Linked DNA regions of Mus musculus: region 2 is linked to region 1. Evidence: chromatin contacts called from public Hi-C data. All regions are on one chromosome and are shown on one strand. The core of a region is the stretch at or near the end of the contact, and the rest is flanking DNA. Distances in the headings are between cores, read along the strand shown.

Region 1 (6,078 bases), core at 1,200-3,699:
CAGAGTAAAGGGGTGGTACTTGGCTGGTCCTGAGGGTAGACAGGGATCATCCAGAGAGCTCTAGGAGATTGGTAAATAGTGGATGTGATGAGAATGTGAGGTCCCGGAGGAGCCTGTGATTCCTGGGGCAGGTTGACCATGACCATGAAAGACTTGATCTATAAGCAGTAAGTATTGCTCAACTGGTGAAATTTCTTCCCATCCAATCAATCTCATAAATTATGTGGTTCTTTATTAGTAGGGATAGAACTCAGAGAATGTTGTGGATAGCCCTGGTCTTGTATTTTGATGCTAATTCTGCTTTCCCTGGAGGGGTTGCATATGAAGAGTAATTTACATATACAGGCGCCTTCTTGTGAACCTTCTCCCCACCTTAATTTGTCAAATAAAGGCTCGAGCTGGTGATTGGACAGTAGAAGGGAAGGTGGAGCTGAAAAGTTTGAGGGAGAAAGGAGGGGAGAGAGGAAGATGGACGAGGAAGAGGAGGAGGAGGAGGGACAATGGAGCAGAAGCAGGTGGCCTGGAGAAACCCCAAGTTATATGGGATCTCATAGAAGGGGAATATAGTAGTGTAGCAGTAGATCTGCCCAATCTAGGGGTGTAACTTATATTCCTATTAATTGAGTTGTGATTTCTTTACCCACACTTTTTGGGTTGGAGATTTACTGCAACAAGAAAATTCAATGTGACGGTGACTTAAGCATGAGAGTATGTTTATATTCTGTCACTCAAAGGCGGTTTTGAGAATTGAGTGTCCTTACCTATTCCTGAAGCTCTGTTAGGTCAAACGTCACACACCTTTCCAGTACTTCTGCTACAGCATGGATGGCCTCCCTCCTCATGGCTGCTTCGAGATACAAGGTAGCTGTTGAATACCAGTCAGAGTGTCCATATCCCCAGGGACCCAGAAGGAGGCATCCAACCAGTGCACAAAGGCACATATTCCTCACATAAAACTGATGGGATGGAGTTGACCTAAGAAGGGAGGTTGGGCAACATCTCCTTCTCAGAAGCCATGTGTCCATCTCAACTGGAAGCTCTGTTTCCAATGAAGGAGATGGGCAGGACTTCAGGGTGTTCTGCTGGGCCTCATTCTCAGATCTTCTGAGGACATTAGCATCCGAGCTGGTGATGGCCTACAGCTACTCTCCTGTACCACTGAGTTCAGACATTCAAAGCCCACCCCCCCCCCCCCCCCGGCTTGACTACATCTCATTCCTGAGCCTCTCAAGGACTCTGGACTTCTCAAGTTCTACTTAGTGATGCACTCACTTCGCAGTTGCCCTTGAGCCCTCCATCCCAGGCCCTCAGCAAGGGCAACCTGGCAAGCCACAGTGCCTGCATCTCCTACCCCCGATGTGATGCCAAGGGACACTTCCATGGCCTCCCCTCTGCCGCAGTTGAGGTGGGCAAGGTAAGGGGGAGCTCTCCCAGGATCCAGGGGTGGCAGGTGGGGTAGGCAGGGAGCACTTCCCGTGAGGGCAGGAGCAGAGTATTGAACATCACTTCTGATGAATAGAGAGACAGAATTCTAGCCCCGCCCTCATGTGGGAGGAGCCATCGCCATCTCTGAGACTCTCTCTTGAGGAGCTGTGTTCCCCATCTCAGGCTCCACCACCCTCAGCTGCAGGCTTAAGTTTCATAGGCTCAGGATTTTACTCTCCTATTCTTCAGAGGACAGACTTCCTAATGGGATGTACACCCACCCTGGGGCCATGTCAAGACCCTGTAAGAGGTTGAGGAAATTTTGTTGGTTGTTTAGTTTATTGAGACAAGGTCTCCTTTAGCCCAGACTGGCTACCAACTCACTGTACTGTCAAAGGTGACCTTGAACTTCTGAACTTTCCTCCCGCCTTTGCCTAGTGAATGGGGATTACAAGTAGTCACTGTTCTATTGCTGTGGAGAGACACCATGGCCAAGGCAACTCTTAAAAAAGAAAGCATTTAGCTGTGGGCTTGCTTACAGTTTCAGAGGGTTGGTCTAGCATCGTCATAGAGGGAACACTGGGCCAGTAGAGCTATGTGAGAGGTACATCCTGATTCACAGGCAGAGAGAGAGAGAGAGAGAGAGAGAGAGAGAATCCTGATCCTTCTGATCATATCAGGGTCCTGGTGAGTAAACTTTCAAATATATATGCCTCTGGGGGCCATTTTCAGTCAAACTTCCAAGGTAGGTACCACTCTATTGTGCAGGATGCCTGAATTTGCAAAGATAGAAACCCCTGTTCAGAGGGTGTCATGGTACCTTACCAGGTGTTCAGGTTAAGGATCTTGGGCTGCTTGTGGGTCTCAGAACCAGGTCACAGGCCAGTTGAGGCTCATTCCCAGCCATGCTGCTGAGTTTGAATCTCTGATTCAGCACTTAGCGATGGAGCCCTGGGATGTTTGTTCCATCCGTCTGTGCCCTGGTTTCTCTGCCTGCAAACAAAGATCGACCTCGTGCTCCCTTCCAGGGATGCTCTGCTGATAAACGAGCTGGGAGCGCCTGCACATGGAGCATTACCAGTCATCTGCTCACATCTGGTAACAACATGGATAGAAATCACCACGGAACCCTGATCTCCTGACACAGCCATGTTTTTAGAATTAATATGCCCAACTGCTGACTGCAGGGAGGACACCAAACCACCTGAGGTGAACAGATGCATGATGTGGCGTGCCTGGCACCCACAATGACACACTTGTCCCGAGCCAGCCTCCCAAGCAGGCGATGCATGGTTCTGTTGGCCTGTGGTGAGTCATGGGGTGGGGTCAGCCTTGTCAATCATCCTGTAATAGAGTAGAGAAGGTGATTCCATGGGTGCGAGCAGAAGTTGTATTGGTGTGTGGGGTGGGACAGTATGAAGAGGCTGCTGGCTTCTCTCCTAATCACACAATGTCCACCCTAAGTCTCTGAAAGAATGCATCTTGCCTTCACTTTAGAAGGGAGCTATGGGTCCCCAAGCTCTGATTCTGTGCCCAAGAACAGAGTACCATTCTTTCACACGTGCCAGCCCTTGGGCTGAGAGTTTGAGACTTGGAGGAGTATAGACCTTCTGATCTTTCCAGTAACTCTATCTGTGGTGAAATAGGCCTCAATGCATAGGAAGGAGTTCTGTTCCTAAGGATCCTAAGGAGTGTGGTGACAGGATTGTCCTGAGTCAGGGCTATGTGACTGACTGGCCAGTTCCAATGGGAGGTGCAGCAATGGAGGTGCACAGACCAGCCCATGGTCTGAAATGGTCATGACTGTAGCGCGTGACAGGGGATCTAGCTACCTTTCTTGTTCCCCATGACAGAACGCCTGACGGGAATGGCCTGAGGGAGGAAGGCCTTCTCAGGCTCATCCGTTTTTGGGGACACAGCCCATCACAGGAGGGAGGGCACTGTGTCTAGGGTGGTACTGCCCATTAGAGCAGAAACAAGAGGTGGCTATTTCTCACATCTTAGTGAGCCAGGAGGCAGAAAGAAGGGCCAGAAACAAAGCCAGGCCATAACTTCACAGTCAGGGCCTCCAGCGGGGCCACTGGTCTCAAAAGTCCAACATGGGGGATAATGTGTTCAGATACACGAGTCTGTGGGGGAAGTTTCATATTCACAGCATAACAGTTGATACATTTTAATTGTGAGACGGGGGGGGGGGGGGCATAAACAAAGCCAGATTAACCTTCTAGTAAGGGAACCAGAATCAATGAGAAGAAGGGCAGGTGGTAATTCTAGCTTCGTGCTGTTCCCCATAGGGACCATCTTCGTTGCCTTTCTATTCCTGTAAGGAAACACTGACAAACGCTGCTCAAGGAAGGAAGAGTTTATTTTGGCACATGGCTCAAGATGCAGTCTGTCATGTGGGAAGTCTGAGCAGCAGGAGCTTGGAGCGACTGGTCATATGACGTCTGCAGTCCCAAGCAAGAGAGCAACAATGAACGGCTTGTGCTCACCTGGCTTCCTCCTCTTTACACAGACGCATCTGCGATCCAAGCCTAGGGAATGGCGCTGCCCACTATCCACTTTTAGTGTGTGTCTCCCCATCTCCATTAAACTAATGAATAGAATCCCTCAAGGGCACTCTCAGAGGCTCACTAATCCCCCACAGGCATGCCTAGAGGTGTGTCTCCTGGGTGACTCCAGACTGGTCAAGTTGAAATTTAATACCAATATCACAGAGCCCCAAGGTTGAAGAAGTGACCTCTTGTTTTATGAATGGTAGCAAAGGTTGAGAAATTGACTAAAATATATTAGCACTAAATTTGGGCTTTCTCCTCAACAAGCTTGATATTGAAAGAAAATTGATCTGGGAAAAGCCTGTCTTGGTAGAGTCTAGTATAGTGTGTTTCTGACTCCAAAATCTCTTTCTTCACACATACAACAGACACTTTTGGAGAGCTAAGATGACAGGACGTTGGGATGTTCGCAATGTGTCCTTTTCTTCCTTTAATCTCACAGCTCAGGGTAGACTTGTTCTGTTCCCACAGATGGGGGTTTTGTTTGACTAAAGGAGTCTGTTGCTTTATTCGTATGCTTGGAAGCTTGGCCTGGATCTGTGAGGACCCTGTCTTAGTTTAGTTTCGATTGTGATGATAAAACACCAGGACCAAAAGCAACTTGGGGAGGAAAGGGTTTCTTTCCGCTTACAATGCTCAGGTCAAGTTCCATCCCTGAAGGGAGTCAGGGCAGGAACTCAAAACAGGAACTGAATCAGAAGCCATGGAGGGGATGCTGCTTACTGGCTTGCTCCCCATGGCTTGCTCAGCCTGCTTTCTTACAGGGATGCTATCACTCACACGGAGCTGGACCCTCCCTCATAAATCATCAGTCAAGAAAATGTCCCATGGACTTGCCTAATGTCCAATCTAACGGGAGCATTTTCTCAGTTTCGGCTTCTTTTTCTCGGGTGACTCTGGGCTGTGTCGAGTTGACATAAAAACTTGCCAGCAGAGATGTCAGCTTCAAGATCCTGGAGACAAGCAGTACCTTAATCTCATACTCAGGACCCACATCTGCAGCCAAATGCCAGCCATGGGGAGGAGATGGGCGGATCCCTGGGGCTCAGTGGTCATCCAGCCTTAGCTAATCAGGGAGCCCAGAGTCCACAGAGAGACTGTTGGGATAACCTTTTGTACATCGTGGGAAGGTGAGTCTCTGCATTTTCAATTGTTAATTCTGTACTAGTAGAGAGCTAAGTACTTTCAGGATATTGGTACTGTCATTTCTATGGCCCATCCCTGGGCTTACATTTGTAAGCGTTTGTAAACGCTAGCCCTTTCTCACTTGATCAAATGTTTGAAGGGCGAACTGCCCTTAATGCCTAGAGACAATTGTATCAGAGATTGTCTTGCTGCTGATTGGTTAAAAATAAAGATCTGACAGCCAATAGCTGGGAAAGAGAGAGAGAGAGAGAGAGAGAGAGAGAGAGAGAGAGAGAGAGAGACTCTGGAGAAGAAAAAGAAGCGAGATATTCAGAGCGCAGACAAGGAGGGAACAGACATGGGCCACAGCAGAGCAGAGAAAGATATAGAGCTAGCCACATGGTTGGCCATAGGCTAGTTAGTCATGCTAAATTTAGAGTAACCAGGAAACTGCCCAAGGAAAAGGCCTGAACTTTAAACTATTAGAAGCCACCATGTCATTATTCATACTGCTGGCGGGTCTGAGAAAGTCCCACTATATATAAGAGACACTGTCTCTAAAATCAAGGTGGACATTCCCTGAGAAACATCTTCAGTGTACACACACAGAGCTACATACACACACACACACACACACACACACACACACAAACAGCTACATACACAACTATATAAATAAGACAGTTCCCCTCACCCACATGAGCTGATCAAACCCCTGGCTTGCTTATTTTAACTTAAATTGGATTTTTTTGATCCTTGGGCCAAGGAAGCCGGATGGAAGCAGGACCCTCTTTTTCACAGGCCCCCACCCTGAGCCTACTGTCAGGTGAATACACACTTCAACCAGCAAATGGCACTGAACTTGAAAAGAGCCCCCCCCCCCATTTCAGACATTTGGTGGGCTGCTGTTCTTTCTGCTTCCAAGGAAGCAGGCTGTTCATTAGACATCAAGATCTTAACCTCAGACCCTCTC
Region 2 (6,739 bases), core at 2,122-4,621, 110 kb before region 1:
GCACATTCCTGAGGTGATTAAAACACAGGGCCAGGTGCAGCTGTTGTTCTGTGTTGATGCCCACAGAGAAGGAACAGGAGGGACAAAGAAAATAATTGTGAGGCTCCGATAGAATCAGCCAGCATGGGGACATAACAAAGGCAGGCGATTTCTAGCTGACGGTGACATTTCATTGGATGCCCGGATCAATGAGACTTTCAAACAAGGGGCAGGGGAGGGCTGCTTGCCGAGGTGCACAGTGTCTGCCTGATGCCGGGAGTCAGGGGAACCTTGTGTTTGTGGGAATTTACTAATTCTGTACATATTGAGCACTCACTGCGTGCCTGGCTTGGATCTCAGGGCTTCATGGGTGTCCCCTCACTGTGCCCTCCAGAGCCATGGAGAGGGCCAAGCTGTGGCTGGGTTTGCAGATGAGGGACCCACAGGCATAGACAGTTTTGTGGACAGACCCAGCGGTGGCTGTGGGCAGCCCGGGATCCTGAGCTCTGTAATTTTAACACTTGGCTCACGGTGCTCACCCGCTCCAAGTGTTCCCACTTGAAGCTTGACAACGGACTTACCCTGTGGTCCCGCCTAAAGCTGCCAACTAGGTCCATATCCTCCTTTATACGAGTGCCTGCACATAAGCGACCAATGCACATGCATGCTTGTATGTGTGCACACTTGACGTACATGAGCAGGGACGCTCTGTGAGTGCTGGACTGTGCACGCACATGCATGTTACAGAAGAGCAGGGATCTGGGATCAGGTGACCAGGTCAGGCTCAGCTGCTCACTAACCCACAGCCTCACTGATGACCTAACTTCTTGGTATCTGGGTCCTCTTCTGCCCCATGGTGACAATCAGCTGGCTTCTTGTAGGGCTGCTGGGAAGAGTCTGTATGAAGCTCTGAGAAGGGACGTGGCTTGGGGCTGGCACTGGACATGTCACTGTCATACTGCGCCTGATCCGTGTGACCTGCAGGCACAGCTCCATGTGGGGGTCTGGGGTGACTTGGAGGTGAGCCTCCTTTCCATGGGGCTTCTCATCACAGGTAAAGGGGAAGCCCAGGCTAAGTGACCGCCACTGGGTGTTGTCGCCTTTCCATGTCCTATCCTCCTCCTCCTCCTCCTCCTCCTCCTCCTCCTCAGGAAAACAGGGAGAATCATCTGCTTCTCCCATGAGGCTACTGAGCTCTGCTTTGCTCAAATGCTTAGCACCCTGTCGGAGCCAGGGAGGGCTGCAGTGCACCGTGGTTACTCTCTGTGTGTGTGTGTGTGTGTGTGTGCGCGCGCGCGCGCATGCGCGCGCACAAGCTCGAATATGCACACATGTACACATAGGACTAGAGACAAACTCAGAGGTTGTCCTCTGAAAGGCTGTCCACTGTGCTGCTTTGAGACAGCACTCTGGAGCTCTCCAGATGGGCTGGGCCATTGTACACCTCAAAATGAAACAACCGGCTGGCCTCACTGCCACAAGCCTTGTTTCACCCTTGCTGCTTGGCATGCTGCCATCTGTCACAGACTCGAAGCAAGGCTTGCCTGCCTCTGCCTCCGCAGCTCTGGAGACACAAGTGCAGGCAGACCACCATGTCCAGCTCTTACTCTTTTGTCTGGTTTCAGGGTTTGAACCCAGGTCCTCGCAGTCTGAAGGCGAATGCTTTACTGACTGAGCCAGCTCCGCAGTCTCAGCTGCTGTTACTCTTGCTGCTATTATTGTGCTTGGAGTCCCCTGTTGGTCCCCTGTTCCTGCTGTACCTTTGCAGGTTCTCTGCCTAGTGGTGTTCCCTCAGCAGGACACTCCCAGGACCCTTCCCCAGCCAGCAGGCTCTCCGTATCCCTTCAACGCAGTGTTAGATGGCTCCTTCATCCCAACCCTGTCTTATCTTGCTGCAGGCAGAAGCCACCGACCTCTAAGTTAAACATACGCATATTCTTCCACCCAAGTAGTCCCTATTTTTAGGAAAGTGTCCCATAGAAACCGAGGCTCATCTATATGCGCATATGTATGCATACATATGCTTTGGATAACAAATATTCAAAGATATTTATTCCAGTCCTGATTGTGGCTGATCCTAGTTGATCATAGAATCTGAAAATATCTCGGAGCACTGCAGCACCACGGGGCAGTGTTATCATTAACACAGAGTGTCTCTAGGAGATGCTGTCCTTAGGGACCACCCTGGTGCATGTGTGTGTCTTTGACTGGACATAAGAATGCACCGAGTCGGTGAGATGAGGTTAGACTGACAGGCTTTTTAAAATCGTGATTAATATTGTTGTCTTGATGTATCTTAGTAACAGATAACATGTGAGCAATCTACATACCTATGAACGTGAGCGTGTGCACAGGGACCCACACAGACACAGTTAAATACCGAGAAAGCAGCTTCTGGTGGAGAGCCTCAAGCCCCTCGAGACTGACATGTTAGCTCTGAGGGAGTTTCTGCAACAGAGGGATAGAGAGGGAAAGGAGGTTTTCTAGCCATTAGGAAGCACCCAATGTGTGCATTCACACACGTGTGTGTGTGTGTGCATCACTGTGTGTGCATCAGTGTGCATGTGTGTGTGTTGTGCACATGTGTATGTGCATCAGTGTGGGTGTGTGGTATGCATGTGTGTGTGCATCAGTGTGGGTGTGTGGTATGAATATGTGTGTGTGCATCAATGTGGGTGTGTGGTATGCATGTGTGTGTATGTGTGTGAACATCAGTGTGGGTGTGTGGTATGCATGTGTGTTTATGTATATGGTATGCAATGTGTGTGTGTGTGTATATGGTATGCATGTGTGTGTGTGTATATGGTATGCATTGTGTGTGTGTATATGGTATGCATGTGTGTGTGCGTGCATCAGTGTAGGTGTGTGGTATGCATGTGTGTGTATGTGTGTGTGCATCAGTGTAGGTGTGGGTGTGTGTGCATCAGTGTGGATGTGTGGTATGCATGTGTGTGTATGTGATATGCATGTGTGTGTGTGTGTGTGTGTGCAGCCTTCAGACTTCAGGAGTCTGGCTCACTCAGGGAATGAGGATTCTGTTCTTTATACCTGGGAGTGGGGCAGGAGGCCCCTGGAGGCCTCTGTGTTCTAGGTTTCCCGCCTCATCCTGGTCAGAGTGGAAAACTATCCAGAGAAAGGCACAGGGCAAGAGGAACTCAGCAGACAGGCATTAGAAGGCCTCAACCTGTGGAACTAGGCAGCCACATGTAGGCAGTGTGGAGCTAGCGGGGTATTGCCTCTTCAGAGGTGCAATGATGGATCAGGGAGCTGAAGGCAGTCAGTGGGAGGGTCTGCTAGTGCTGGGTGACCTTGCACCAGTGCCCGGGACAGGTGTGCCCCAGGCAGACTTGCATCCTGCTCTAGTTCTGAGAGGCCTGCCAGCTGCTTCCAGCTGTTAGTAAATCTTGCTTGCAAGGATCTGAGCCCTGGAACTGAAGTTCTCCTGAGAAGCCACAACTATCCTGAGGAGCCTGCAGACCATTTGACCTTGGCTAAATAAAACATCGGACTGTGGAAAGATGGAATTTGCTGACTGAGAGCTAAAGTTATCTTGGGCTGTCTTAAGCCATGAGCTGAAACAAATCGTTCCTCCATTAAGCATCTCTCCACTAAAACGTTGCTACTTTGGCTCCTGGCTTAGGGGAAGTCAGTCCAGGGTCATTTGGGTCCACACACCCAGGGGAGCGATGCGGCACTGGGTGTGTGCAGTTGAGGGTATCTTCATCCACAGAGAGGGAAAGGACTAAGCAGCAAAGGACTGTCCCAGGACTGTCCCAGAGTAGGCTAGGTCATCCAGCTGCATCCCACCTTCTCATGTTCCTGGAACCTTCCCAACTAGCTCCACCCACTGGTCATGTGAGCCCGTGTGTGTGTGTGTGTGTGTGTGTGTGTGCGTGTGTGCGTGTGTGCTCCTAGCAGCCACTGCTGTCAACCTCTGTGTTCAGCCTGGTCCTCTCTTGGCTACAGAAGAAGCTCCTGGGATACATCACAGCCCGAGGCATCTCCATCCTCTGCCAGCCCTGAAGCTAAGATGTGAGCAGACGACATCTCAGTCCTGCAGAAGATGGGGGAAGAAAGATTTGCTCTGGCCCGTGGTCCTAGGGAAGTTCAGTCTGCCGCATCAGACTAGGCACCAGGAGTGGAGGGGCAGGACGATCGGCTGGACTGTGGCAGCAGGGGTGTGGATGGAGGTCATTCTCATGACAGGGGACCAGGAAGGAGGCCAGTGGTGACTCTAGTGTTTACTGTCAATGCAAAACAAAACAAAACAATTCTGAGCCTAAGGGGAACGTGAGATAGTTTATTCTGTAGCCATTTTGAGTGAGCGTGGCTAAGGAACACAGATTTGAGTTATCCCAGATTCCATGGTCCAAGGCAGAAGCAGTTTCATGATGTTTTTATGGTTTTACAGAAAAGAGAAAGTCATAAATCAAGGCTAGAGTGCACGGGTGGGTACATCAGACAGATGGCTGCAGAGAGATGGGGGGAGCTGTCCTAGAGGTCTCAGATGTGTCTGATGACATTGCTAGCGTTTGGATTCGTGGAATCCAGTAGTCTGCTAAGTTAGTAGATCCCAAGTTTTTTATCTACTAGCCACAAGTTGTTAGTCCACACACAGAGATGGGCAAGGAATGGCTGTCACAGATGGCTAGATCTAGCCCAAGGTCAGGTAATCGGCTCTGGAACCTGCCTGGTTCCAACCTCTCCAAGTCACCACAGTGCTAAACAGCCACAGTCTCTGCAAACATGGCTGCTCCCCAGGAATTCTCATGGACACTGGCAAGCAACATTTCACCTGGATTTCCTCCAAACCTTGCTAAGGTGATCTCAGCAGCTGATGTGCTTTTATAAAAAGGATATGTTTTATGGAGCACAGTATGGTGAGGTGGGAGGGGGTACCTCAGCCAGCCTATGCTGAGGCATCCCTCCCCTCCATTCCTAGGTACCAGCCATATGATAGGTCTAGTACAGAATAGAGTTCATTTGGAGGCATGGGAAGGAGAGTTGAGGGGATGGAGAGAGAGAGAGAGAGAGAGAGAGAGAGAGAGAGAGAGAGAGAGAGAGAGAGAGAGAAGAGGAGAAGAGGCTGGCCAGGCCAAGAACATGTGAGGGTCGGGGAGAGAAAGGTGTTAAGGAGGGCAAAGGGAATCAGGGTTCAGAGTCAGAGAGGCCCATCTGTCCCTTTTATAGGAAGCCAGGCCTACTGGCTGTTGCTAGGTAATTGTTGGGCGGAGCTTAGAAGGAATGCTAACAGCAGCCATGACACTTGGCATTTGAGAGACCAACTCAACACACTAGTCACTGGTCTTGGTCAGGAAGCTGACCTGTTCTTCATGGGCACTTGTGCCTGGGCATTTGCATGTGGGAAGAGAGACATTGTCACATTGAAATTACCTCGACTATTCTATTTTCCCTTATATTTCTTCTTATGTTATAGCCTGGACATCAAATTTAAAAAACAGAACCAAAAGGATCATGTGTGGGACCAGAGCGATGACTCAGAGTTTCAGTACGCTTAGCTGCTCTATCAGGGGTGGGGGCTGGAATCTGGTTCCCAGTGCCAGTGTTGGGTGGTTCACAGAGGTCTGTAACTGCATCACCAAAAGATCTGATGCCCCCTACTGGCAGACACACGCACATAAAATAATAAAGCAAATCTTAAAAAACTATATAGATTATACTATCTGTGACTTTCATTTTAAGTTTGGACTACAGTGGAAATGAATTTTGAAATTGTATCTACAATGTAGCTTCAGGACTGTTAGGGGGGAGAGCTGCTCTTCCTTAGATGTAGCTCTTTCCCCAGGGAGCCTGTGACCTCATTTGAAGGAGCTTTTGAGCGCTTGCTAAATCAAGCCAGGTTTTCATGGCAAGAGCGCCTTACTTTTCTTCTTAGTTGCACGTCCTCCTCTGCCAAGACTCCTCTTACGGCCACGGCTGGAGGCTGGTGTAATTTTTATCCTTACATCCTCGGGCTGTCGAGACATGCCTGGAATTGTCCCCATCAAGTGTGGCAACCTGGCTCCGGTTTGTTACAGATGCTGCTGAGGCTGCTGCCAAATTTAGGCCACTGTCAGTGAGCAAATAATTTGTCCCTCCATAGGAGATAGAGAGACATCAACTCGAAGGAGCAAGGCAGGAAGCTTAGTCATGCAGATGGCACAGAGCACAGAGGGCAGAGGAGAGGCCTCCTTCACAGTCTGCAGCAGCCTGGGGTCTGGAGCCTGGAGGCAGCTATGGAAACACTGGCCAGGGCAGCCTGTGCTCGGCTCAGCCACAGAGGCTCCAGACAGGAGCAAACAGCACCGGTTCCCAGGACACCGAGAAGCAAGAAGTTAGCCAGAGGCTGCCTGGTCCTCAGCACACACAATGGGGGTCATTCCCCATGGAATCTGGAAGCCTCAGCTGATGCTCAACACACTGACTGGTTCTCACAGGGGACGGTGGGGGATGGGGGACGGTGACTTAGCAGCCAGGAGAGGTCTCTTGGATACTGGGAGAGCTGTCACTGTGATTCATGGCTCCTCTGACATCACAGGGAGGATGCAAAGTCAAGGTAGCCCAGGAAATGGGACATGGAGGCAGGACAGACAGACAGACAGACAGACAGACAGGCAGGCAGGCAGGCAGACAGGCAAGCAACACACACACACACACACACACACACACACACACACACACACACACACCACAGCAAATAAGGAATTGATCAGATAGGACGCCTTTAGTTCTTGTAAGCCACAGACATAGCCCTTTCCAG

What was found. A called contact is a pair of places that touch in the nucleus more often than the background predicts.
Region 2: a Hi-C map of uterus shows a contact between it and region 1, with 1.8 times the contacts expected there. The contact joins two enhancer-like sites. A contact is called at or near these places in 1 of 484 Hi-C or Micro-C datasets (uterus) and 1 of 9 other capture datasets (embryonic stem cells).

Annotation. Positions count from the first base shown.
Region 1 is chr2:166,367,577-166,373,654 of GRCm38.p6, reverse strand. No RefSeq gene overlaps it. Among named protein-coding and RNA genes, the nearest start is that of Gm14268, 19 kb to the left of the region's middle. Within about 2 kb of position 2,449, at least 7 of the 459 cell types and tissues checked have an H3K27ac peak or open chromatin away from gene starts, as enhancers often do. A contact at or near this core is called in uterus, where this site is marked.
Region 2 is chr2:166,482,618-166,489,356 of GRCm38.p6, reverse strand. No RefSeq gene overlaps it. Among named protein-coding and RNA genes, the nearest start is that of Gm30908, 15 kb to the right of the region's middle. Within about 2 kb of position 3,371, at least 28 of the 459 cell types and tissues checked have an H3K27ac peak or open chromatin away from gene starts, as enhancers often do. A contact at or near this core is called in uterus, where this site is marked.